2 separate regions of the Zea mays genome follow, and region 2 is linked to region 1. A link is a contact called in public Hi-C data. All regions are on one chromosome and are shown on one strand. Each heading gives the region's core, a stretch centred on a gene start, on an enhancer-like site or on the middle of the called end of the contact. The rest is flanking DNA. Distances are from core to core; before and after follow the strand shown. Region 1 holds the start of LOC100281760 (non-cyanogenic beta-glucosidase). Region 2 holds the start of LOC100277623.

What was found. A called contact is a pair of places that touch in the nucleus more often than the background predicts.
Region 2: a contact with region 1 is called in a Hi-C map of ear, with 2.2 times the contacts expected there. The contact joins the promoter of LOC100277623 here to the promoter of LOC100281760 in region 1. A contact is called at or near these places in 3 of 25 Hi-C or Micro-C datasets (ear, endosperm and tassel).

What each region holds. Positions count from the first base shown.
Region 1 is chr10:35,312,956-35,318,983 of Zm-B73-REFERENCE-NAM-5.0, forward strand. It overlaps LOC100281760 (non-cyanogenic beta-glucosidase), which reads right to left and starts at 2,608. Exons shown (of 12, transcript NM_001154680.2): 1 at 2,336-2,608; 2 at 2,115-2,184; 3 at 1,916-1,974; 4 at 1,617-1,692; 5 at 1,390-1,467; 6 at 1,179-1,266; 7 at 695-950; 8 at 276-609; 9 at 128-162. The coding sequence starts at 2,590.
Region 2 is chr10:35,493,286-35,499,313 of Zm-B73-REFERENCE-NAM-5.0, forward strand. It overlaps LOC100277623, which reads right to left and starts at 3,165. Exons shown (of 2, transcript NM_001398266.1): 1 at 2,568-3,165; 2 at 1,719-2,341. The coding sequence starts at 3,084. The coding sequence ends at 2,262.

The sequences.
Region 1 (6,028 bases), core at 1,358-3,857:
TCAACACACAAAGCATTTGCGTGTCTCTGCAAAAAATATTTCTTGACGATTTTTTTAAAAAACTATCACTTTCAGCATAAAATGCCCTATACAAAAATAAAATTATAGTGTTTAGCGAGGTACGTACAGGAGGACCAATAGAATTCCCGTCAGGTCCAAAGACTGGTTGAACGACACAAGAATAAAAGTTGATTATTAGTATCTGAACGGCACATTTTTTCTTTAATAGAACTGTGAAGCAGTATAGTTATTAGTCCTCAACTATTACTTCTTACTTTCTGCAGTGGCATAGGCGTCGTCGGCGTTGAGCTTAGGTGAGTAGTCTTCTGAGAAGTCGACGTGCTTAGAGAACCTTGAGGTATAGTAATTTATCCCCAATATGTCATAGGAACCCGCTAGCATCGCTTGCTCATTATCCGTGAAGAAAGGTAGCCGTTTCCTCGCTAATGATCTCATGGAGAAGGGGTAGTCACCACGGACCACAGGCTCCAAGAACCATCCTAGGTTTTGATCGAGGGACCTTTCCTGGGCCTGTTCATCGAGAAATGTATTTCCATATGGCACGCGACCCATTACGTCAAACGCAAGCCCAATGCGGCCGTCTGTACCCTACAGTTGGTTCTCAGTCAATAATATAGGAGTACATATTGTAGTACGTACTGCTAACGATTAATTTAGAAGAGTGTGTTGTCACCTTGTAATTCTTGTTGTAGAGGTCAACAGTCATAGCGTGGGCTCGAAGGATGTTGTGGCCAGCAATGTATGGTTCGGTGAGTGAGTTAGCAATAGGCTGAGCACATTTTTCTCCTGGTGAGCACCGTCCAGGGGCAAAAACTCCCGTTCCGTACGAAAAGGTTGTAAATGTCTGTGGCTCGTTAAAGGTCAACCAATTCTTCACCTTGTCACCGAAGTTCTCAAAGCACACCTTAGCGAAGTCTGTGTAATCCTTTCTAAAAAAATTGCAAACCTGAATCACATCAAAAGTTGCCCTATTGTTTGGCTGATTAAATAGTTATGTTAGCTGATTGACACTTCAATGAATGACTATGTATAGAACTATGTTTCAAATCTGAAGAGACATATTTTCAGTTGGCCATTGAGTTTTCCCTAATACTTAGATATCATTAACGTTAACAGATGGCACCGTATATATCATTCAAAGTTCTTATAGTACTTACACAATCCTGTCGCCTAAAAAGCCACCGTACTTGTCTTCCAGTGCTTGAGGGACGTCCCAATGAAAAATTGTTACAAATGGCTCTATTCCTGAGTTGCAATAAATAAATAATGGTTCGTGAAAACTTTTGCACAGTGGATTAGAATCTTCCTTAATTAATTAATTAATTAAGCTGCTAAATGCGCCAAGAAGAAATTTTTTTTGGTTGTTACCGTTCTCTATCAATAAGTTGATGAGCTTTTTGTAGTACTTGATGCCGGCCTGATTAATACCTCCTTCGAGCGTTCCCTCTAAAATTAAAACCTTTTTAGAACCATAACCAAAATCTAACAGATCTGATTGAATGCATCTTAGTTGTCGAGATCATCTTTACTGTTTGTACGTCACAAACTTATTGTACGTAGGAAAAATATATTTGGTTATTTTACCAACTACGTACTCGGCAGTATTCTGGACCAAGAGATGGAGAATCTGTACGCGTCCATGCCTATTTCCTTTAGCAATCTGACATCCGCCTGGCAGTCAAAAGTACTAACATAAATGACGATGACAATATATATTAGCACTCATATATGAAGTTAGAAGTGCACATATATATATATATATATATATATATATATATATATATATATATATATATATATATATATATATCCCTTAGTTCTTTTTTTATTGAAGCTAACTGCATATATATAATAGAACGATTATTATATATGTCCATGGCATCTCAGTTCTTACAGGGTACATATGATAGGAATTGGCTCCAGTGTCCCCATTGCTTCCGTCCAGTATCCAATCTATTGATATGCACATGAAAGGGAAGGAAAATAGTAAGGTCATCATCACTTAAAACTGCATCTTATCGTTGGTACATATACAACCATCTACGTGCTTTATTATTGTAAACAACTTCAAAGGAATATTTGCTGTATGTTACCCGGATAATTGTGGCAGAAGTGATCCCAATTGCTTGGCCCCTTCCCATCTTCATTCCAGGCGCCCTCAATCTACACACACACATAGATGACATGTATAATGCATGATTTTCTTTATGGTATTATTAGTTATTATGACATGTATAATTTCGTTTCAGCTAACAAATAAAGACATGGTCATTTTTCCGTTGTAGAGAAACAAATTAAAGTTAAATTAGTGTACTTGGTATGCTGCGGTGGCGGCACCAAAGATGAAGCTAGGAGGAAACCAGTCCCTTTTAGGGATTTGCCATGGCATAAGCTTTCGGCTTGCAAGCAGCTGACTGCTTATCCTTTGTGCTCGTGACCTAAGCCTGAGTCTCTTGTTTCTGTTTTGTGATGAACAAGGTTGGTGCCTTGGAAAATTCTCATTGTTGGGTCCTACTATGTGGCTTCTATGGGCAGTGTGATTCGTGGCAGCAGCAACAAGTGGAGCCATGTCTTGATAGCTGGCTAAAGTTTTTTGAGCTGCTTTGCTTTGCTTGTGTCGTAGGATAGGCTGATCGATGATGCAAGTGTCGTGTATTTATAGCCCAAACGTGTGCCCTAGGATAGGCTGATGATACAATACAAGTGGAGCCCGTGGCAAAAGATGCCAACTATTATTTATTTTGCCTTCACGTGAAGTGCACGGGTCCACACACCACATGGCTCCGTCTCCTGCAGCCTGCCTACACTACAGTCTAGTATACAGAACCGCACCAAACATGAAGTAGGCGAGGAATGCAGGCTACACATAGCAGAGCCGCACCAAAAACGTGAAGCAGGCGAGGAAGCCGCCGAATGGTTAAATTTGAAATGAATGGTTAAATTTTTTTTAGGGCGTCTAAACGGATGGACCGAATTAGTCGTCTCTACAAACTGTAGTCAGCAAAACTTCCACAAAAAATATTAGTTCGACTAGTAACTTGCCTATTCGATCTAAACAGACACCAACTCATGCTCGTAAATATAAATAAAATCATATGTTTAAACTATTGCTAGTTTAGTACAGTGAAAGAGATAACGGTGAAGCGATCTGAGCAGCTGACAGGTGAGTCAGTGTGCATGCCAGAAGGAATTCCATGCAGAGAAGGATCCGCTGTGCCGCGTATCCCTATGGCACGTTTGTGATGCTCACATGGCCAATAGTTTGTGCATGCGTGCAGTCAAAATATTTTAGTTTCAAGGGTACCACCGTAGAAGCCAGCCAGCGTAGAGGATCACCGGTTCTCGAGTGACATCATCCTTTACGTGTCATCGTCGTTGAAAGTACCTTCTCTAAAAAAAGCCTCCATAAAAGAATAAGCAGTTCAATGAGTTTGATATAAATAACTGCTCCGTAATAAAATAGTACTCCCTGCGTTCCAAAATAATATTCGTTTTAGAATGCTAATAGATTCGTATAATATTTGATATATATGTTTTATATATGTGTATAGGTTCATTGTCATCGATTTCAATATAAACAAAAAAACAAGAGTCATATTAGGATGAAGTGAGTACTTGCTTTAGAGAATTAGTGGGTTCATATAATATATGATATATGTATTTCGTGTGTATATATATATATATATCTAAATTTATTATCATCCATCTAAATTGTTGGAAAATTAATAGGGCCTAAGATTAATTTAATAATGCAGTATAAAACGAAAAACTCAGATGTACTGGCAGATAATATCCACGACATTAGAACAGAACAAATCTGAACTAACTCAACAAGATTAACACTTAAAAAAAGAATCGACAACGGATCTAACCATAAGATCGTTGCAAGGAAAATGGACCCCGGGCCATTTGGCTAATTGAGTTTTGCTGTTTGATGATCGACACAATCCGTGAACTAATAAGTTTTCTAGTGTTTGTGTTTGTAGTTCACAGGATGCAAGATTAACTTGGACTAAGGAATTGAGGAAAGCAACACCTCAAAAGAAGACATTAAAAAGATCCAAGAAAAGTCCAAGTGTGCTGCCTACGGACTGTCTGTGCGTGGAGCACAGGACTGTCAGGTGGCACACCGGACTATTCGGTGCCCACACGCCGGACTGTCCGGTGCACCAGGGAACCACAGCCCAACGGCTAGTTCCAGGTGGCACCCGGAGAGAAGACCATCGGACTGTCCGGTGTGGAAAGCCTGCGGCGCCAACGGTCACCTGCTCTGACAGGGCAACGGCTAGACACACTGGACAGGCTACAGTGTGTTGTCCGGTGCACCAACGGACTGTCCGGTGTGCCGCAGAGAAGCAACAACTTTTCTCCAACGGCTCTATTTGTGTTGGGGGCTATAAATACACCCCCCAACCGGCCATTTCCAAGTGTGGGAGCCCAAGAGACATACCAAGGCATATAGTAGACATTCCCAAATGCTCTTACACCCAAGTGCTTAATAGAATCACTCGGTGATTAGCGTAGGTGCTTTGCGAAGTGTTTAGGTTAGTTAGACCGCTTTAGCGCTTGCTCTAGGTGAACCCTAGTTAGTTGAGTGAGTTTTGTAAAACCACACAACCCCACAGCTCTTGCGTGAGCCGTTGTAATTGTACCAAGTGGGGCGAGTGTCTTGCGAGACCGTGACAACCGCGTTTGTGTCACGGCCGCCACCGTGTACCAGAGGGAACGAGGCCCGCGGCGTTTCGGCCGGAAGCTCGATAGTGGAGACGGCGTGGAGCGTCCGAGAGGAGCCAGAAGCGGAGCTGATATGACCACGCCATTAAGCAATACGTTACAACCCCCAAGTCATACTACATCAACTCAAGTACAACCAACATCATTCACCAACCCAAGTCTTTGATGGACCAATTACACGTAGCCGAGCTAAGAAGCTACAACAAGAGGTGCACACGCTACTTTATGAATTTCAATTAAACACTAATGAGAACTTTATGCTACCTAAGTCAAGTATGTTGATATTACTTAGGTTCACCAAAGAGGAAGGACAAAACATATTAAAGGCGAATTAGCAAGAAGAGCTATGTCCGAGTCAGTCCAGCGCAACAGAACCGTCCAGAAGAAACAGTCATATCTTTTGATTCCCAAAAGCTATGAAGGCCCATAAGTACTTTTTGGAAAGCTCTTGAAGTCTAGTTTCTAATGCTTCTAAAGCCGACTTAATCAAATCTACTAGAAAGGCAGCTGACCTAATTTAGTGCTGACTGGTCAGAAGGTCAACAGTCTGCTTGATGACCAAGTTTTCGTATTAAACTGCATCATTCTACGAAGTTTCATTAAGCATGCTATACATGGTGAGAAAGATTATCAAGTCAGCTTTCCAACGCATCCAGCCCCACGTCATTTGGAGATTCCTAGAAGAAGTTATTGTCAAAATACTGAAGGCTGCGCAGAAGTCAAACAACCACACAGAAATTAGCTCTGTAGATCTCCCGAAGAGGCTCCTTCACATCAGCACGTGAAAATACTTTTGTTTCGTGTTTATACCTCGCTAAGGCTGATTGTTACTAGTATAAATACCCCCTATGTCTATGATGTAAGGCAGCTTTGGATAATCTAAAATAGAACCCCTTTGTTCAGCTGTGTGCTAACAAATATTGAGAGTGATCTCTACCCCTTTGCTCTTGTGAATTCCTTCGCGGGATTGCAGAAGCGGCGGCTTCATCCGCTCCCAAGTGGTGCTCCTACTCCCTTCGAGGTCTCCTCGATTGATTGTAGGCTATGTTGGTTGGTTCTTTGAGAGTGAGGTTGGGCGAATCCTCGATTCAGGCTGCCGGTTAAAGACGGTGGTTGGCTTCGAGTTTTATTTGTCAGGTTGCACTAGTTATCGCTGCTTGCAGCAAGTTATCTTGTCTTCTTTGAAGCTAGTTATCTAAAGATTGATTCTACGTCGTGAAGATCGGGCATCGTGACGCATCATCTGGTATCAAAGCCTCAGTTGCCACGGTAG
Region 2 (6,028 bases), core at 1,915-4,414, 180 kb after region 1:
TCATATTTGATACCAATAAAAAATAAATTTAATATTTGTTAGCACGCTTTTGGGGCTAATCACCAAAACGAACCCTAGGCCCGACGCACGACGTGTGAGACCTTAGGGTCAGGGGCGGATCTACACCCCGGGCCACCCGGGCCGTGGCCCAGGGCTTGATCTATGTAATTCTATATAAGTCTCTATTTAATACGGTATAAAATAGTTAAGATAAAATAAAGAGAAGGAAATTTAGTAGGTTTGGCCCGAGTCATAGAAAAATTCTAGATCAGCCCCTGCTTAGGGTCCTCTCTGCGTAAGCGCAAACCGTCCGTGATGAGTAGCTAGACAGTCTGTGACTATGAATAGAGGCTCCAGCCTTCTCTGCGGCCGGTGGACTATCCGCGAGGTACGCAGAGGGCTTCGTGGATATCCTGTAGAACCTAGATCTCACCACTGGGCGGGACTTATCAGACAAGAAGGAACATCGGGTTGTCATGTGATCGATAGGTCACCCAAGACACTCCTAAACGACATAGAGTCGAGGAGATGTGAAGATTAGTGATGAGGAACACTAATTGCTGTTATTCCTAGGGCAAGAATGTAAAGGAATTGATAAATAGATTGATTGGATCGATTGTGTATTACCTTAATCGGTCGTACCCTTTAATTTTTTAGGGGAGTTCTCCCCTAAACGACATTGAATCGAAGATATGTGAAGTTTAGGGATAAGGAAGACTAATTACTACTACTCCTAGGACAATAATGTAAAGGAACTAGTAGATAGATTGATTGGATCGATTGTGTGTTACCTCAATCGGTCATACCCCTTTATATTTATAGGGGAGGTCTGTGTGGGGGTAGATATCCTCGGGTCCTCATGGACACTAACACTTCTCACGGGCCGCCTAACGTGCCTCCTACTGTGTCGTCCTACAGGATGGGCAGGCAGGATGTAGTCGGGGTTAGGTGAGCCTGATCCAAGACGACAAAGACTGACGTCCGAGTTAGGCGCTACTGAAAGCACTGATATCTCGGGTAATGCTGTTGCAATCACTCGAGGAGCTATGCATTCGGCGATAACTCGGGCAACAAGAGGATCAAGACTCCGGATATATAGGACTGCAGTCACAAAGAAGGGGATAAACGGAGTAGATAGTGATCACAACATATAAACGGATAACTCTCTGGTCGTGTATATAAGACCGAAGGAAACCCCTACAAAATCATCTTGATTTAGGAGGTGTTTGTTTGAGATAATAATATACCCAGGTTATATAATCTAACTTATTTTAAACTAGATGTTAGTTTAAAATAAGTTAGATTATATAATCTGAGTAGATTATAATTCCAAAGAAACACCCCTTAATAGTTATTTGAAATAGTATAATGGCCACTGATAAAAAATAAAGGAAGGATTTTTGCAATAGCAGATCGCACGTGAAAATATGGCCATTCTCAAGTAGTAATATTTTTTTCTGTTTTTTATAAAAACTTAAACAAATGGTCTCCTCTTGTAATTTTCGGACTGTTCACATGATATTGACGCTGTAGAAACTGTCATGTTCTTTGTTCGCAAATTTCAGCTCCAGGTGGTGTATGTGGTTTGGAATCTTTTGGAATGGGGTAGGAAATGCATATAAAAATCTTAATGGCTGCGGTGCACATGATTGCATTTTATTTTATTTCGCCGAATCTATCGTTCTGGTCAGCCAGGTGCCACCAAACTGCAAGCGAGAGAGAAGGAAAGCATCTGCACCATTATTACCAAACAGCTGCAGTAGGTAGCAGGTACACCAGCTAATGATTAAGATAACAGTATAGTAATGAGATCCACAGATTTATGTATTCACAATGATTCCCCGATTTGCTTGCAGTACTAATTACTCTGCGCATTATTTTGATCACTACTGCTAGCAGTACAATTACAATAGTTTATTTCCACTGGAGATGGCTGCTGCACACTCGGATGGTTGGTTCATCAGGCAGAGGCAGGTTGCTCAGCTGGAACAGAGAGCACAGCATGTCGGTCGGGCAACCAACCCATCTACTCAGCCCCTATGTGTGCTGCTACCACAACTACCAAACTCTGCAGCTGCAATCATGGCAGCTGCCAACGCCCGCCGTCGCAGCTGAAACGCTGCACCTGGATCACTTTACAGCAGCAGCAACGTGTTCGCGATCAGGTCTGGTCATCTGGTTTCTTGTGTGGTGGCGGCCGGCATACCGGCATGGTGTGTGCTTCCAGACGGCGAAGAATGGCGCGCATGGTTCGGCGCCGTTCAGCTGCAAAGGCGGACGGTGCACGCCACCGCCTGCGCCCAGTACTTGAGCCGCGCCTTCACCTCGTCAGGGCTGTCACCTGCGCTATCCAAAAAGAAAGGACTGCATTCGTTAGAACATATGCCGATAAACAAAGAAGCGAACAGATCGTCGACAAGTGGTGTCCTTGGTTGGTTCCGTGACGGGAAAAGATTCCATCTTGATGTAGACAAGTTGGTTTTCTCCGCTCCGGTGACCAAGGAAGGAAGGAATCCCAAGTCAAGTCATGGAGGAAGACAGGCGGCGATCTGCTATGTGTTGCTTACCGGGGCTGGAGATCTTCCAGTTGGTGACAGGCGGCGACGGCGTGGCGGCATCTGGTGCGGCGGCCTCGTGCTGCTGCGGCTTCTCGTCGTCCAGCTGGAGGCGCTGGCTCATGGAGTAGCACAGCTCGAGCGCCGGCAGGGTGCTCCGGAGCTCGGGGATCTCGTCGTAGTTGAAGCCGAAGCCCAGGTCGGCGCATCCCTTGAGCTCCTCGAGGTCGTCGTCCGTGAGGCTCCTGGACCGCCCCACCGCGTCGTCTCCGCCCGCGAGCACGACGGGTTTCGAGTCCCGCCGCGCCGGCCACGCCGCCTCCCACTGCGCCCCACGCCACACGTCCTCCGCCTCGGGGTCGGCGACGCCGTCGACGGCGCTGGCACTGCCCTGTTTCCGGCTGCTGCGGCGTCGGCGGCGGTTGCGTTGGCGGAGAAGGCGTGCTGGTGGCGGGCTCGGCGGCGGGGAGGCAGAGGCGGATGGGGAGGAAGATGAGGGCTCCACAAAGGCGGAATCTGAGATCCACATCTCGGCGGCGTGGTGTCGTCGCTTGGACACTGAGAGGGGACAGCGAGGTAGTCACGGGGAGGCAAGAGGGTGTGAAATGGTGCTGAGTGGGTGGCGGGTGGGGGCTATTTGTACCGCCGGACCGGATAGAGGCTGGGGAGTGTGCGGTGCGGAGGCTCGCTGATGGTGGTGGTGGTGGGATGTGGGACCCGCCTTGGTGCATGGATGGACGGAATGGACATAACATGTGCCATGCATGGAGGAGCAGGTGGGGAATCATGTCATACGTACCAGTAGTAGTATGCATCAAGGCGTCAAGCATCATGCATGGATGATGGATGTTTCTAGCGATCGACAAAGGGATGCCTCTTCATTCTTCTTTTCTTATTAATGGTCGCGCTCGTGCTCCTCGAGTACTCAACAAAACCTTGTGATTTTGTGTGCCTCAATATATAGTAGGCTTGTTTGGCGAGTTGTTGATTGCGCTATTACTCGATTCATTTAGACGACCTAGCGTTAGCTTGAGTGCTAAACATTGCGTGGTGCATACTGTTACGATAATCATTTTTGGTAGTGTAAAACCAGTCCAAAATATAGTTCCTTTTTACCAACTTTTTTTGTGTGTCCACATTTGAATGAATAATAATAAACATGGACATACATACAAACTACATTCATAAGTTATCGATTGAACGTGTGTTTAGTTTAAAACAAATTATAATTTGGGACTGAGTAAGTATTTTATATTGTAGATAGCAATACTTGCAATATGAAGTTTAAATTAACAGGTGACATAGAGAAAGTGATAGAGCTGCTCGATATAGCTTTAAAACGTGTTCAACAGTTCACCCATATGGTTATTAAAAATATTGTTTTGTATTATGGACTATACTGTTCATAGACTGTACTGTTCATAAAGTGGAGTTTAAATATGGGAATAAGGATGAGTAAGTTGTTGGAGATAGCCTTGCGAGAGCTAAACTATATATCTATCACAACTAGAAATAACTATGGGGTTCCCGCGAGAATTTCCCTATTAAAGGACGGAGATGCTAGTAATTTAGTCTTCACGTAGATCAAAATAGAGAAATTAGTCCCCGCCAAATTTGCGGAACAGGATAAGAAACCATTCTCCATTCCCGTCTCGGCGTACCTACCCTTACAAACTAAATTATATTAAAACCTCAATATATAGTCTATTGTAAAATAACAAATTAAACTCAAAAATAGATGTCTCTTATAATTTAAATATTGTTTGTTTAATTTATATTATTATGATATAATCAATTTGAATTTTCCTCTAAATATTGAATTTCCTGAGACTGATTCCCTAATTAAGATCTTGTTTGATTGTATGAGTGTTGAGCACTAAATTGAGCGGCGAATGGTCCACACCTGTGGGCCGGACGGTCCGCGCGTGCGCATAGCAGATTATGGTTCCGAGTTTTGTGCTACGGTTGTTAGCTAGATTCGCCGAATTAGCTCGGAAATTAGTTTGTAAAGGGTCCAGCCCCCTCCTCTATAAATAGAGAGGTATACGACCGATTTGTAATGATGAATCGAATCAATAATACTTCTATCTCGCATTTATTTCCTGTACAATTAGGAGTAGTTCTAGTCTAGTTCTAGTTTAGCCTCTCAATCCCCAAATTCTCCGCTTCTCTTCGACTCTACGAAGATTAGAGGAGTCTAGGTCGGCCTGCCCGAGCCTATACAACTCATAGGATCTCTCCTCCCCGACGGGGTCCCTCTCGGGAGCGAGATCCAGGCGCCGCCGGCGACCTTCCGCCGCCCCTGCGCACGTGCGGACCGTCCGGCCGTCAGGCAGGAAACCCTAGCCTCGCGCCAGACCGCGGACCGTCCGGCCACTGGCCGCGGACCATCCACCCCTGCGCAGAGAGCACCACCGCTGGTTCGTGTTGAGTGATTGGCGCCCCAAAAGGGTGTCAACATACTTTTTGGCGACTCCGCTGGGACAACACGTCTAGACCCATCAAATCGACCCTCAATGGCCGGTTCAAGGGATAGTTCTGAAGTCTCCCTCAGCAACATTATAGAGCCGACTTGGGAATCCTTGCCGGCTGACGAACAGCTCCAGTTCGAGGAGCATAAGGAGCAGCTGATTCAAGAGACGAGAGCGAAGTTCCTAGCCAACTTCAAGGTGGACAGGAACAATAAAGTCGTCCGACAACGGGCGACGGATCCGGCTTCGCTCCGACCCACACTAGATATCCCCAATGTAAGTAATACAAACGAGCTACAATCTCTTAAGAATTATGTAGATGAACAACGAGAACAAATGCAAAATATCATAGGGAGTATGCAAAACGATTATAGGAGACTAATACGTGCATTTGATAAATCTAGTATTGCAAATTTTCCTTCGCACGAGGTTGAATTAGGGGGTAACACGCGTAATACATCGGCTATAGGTTGTCACGACCAGTCACAACCCCTTTATGGGATGCCGATGGAAACATACCCTGAGCAACCACAAATCGGCAGTAAATTAGTCGATCTGCACATGCCCGGACCGTCCACACGTGAGCGCGGACCATCCGGGCCAGCCACGGCCGGGGCCATTTTTAATGAGTTACCCAGACATGCACCCGAGCCACAACATATGGCACATAATCAAAACTACCAGTCGGACGGTCCGCATACAACGACGGACGGTCCGCATATAATCACTGACGGTCCGGGCCAATGTCCGAACAGTCCGCGCATGACTTATTTGAGGAGGATTGTTACTTGAATCCTCACCCATCCCAGCAACACTTCCCATCACACTATGCAATGCATCAGTGTAACGCCCCGAATTTCGAGTTGAATTTTTTTCTTTCTCTATCGCTCGCTAAATTCGGGCGTTACCTCTCTTTCCCCACTTCTTTCGCTAAAACCCTACCTATTTTCAAAACTCCAAGTCGTATACTAATAGTAAACCCTAGAGTTATTTTCTTTGGTT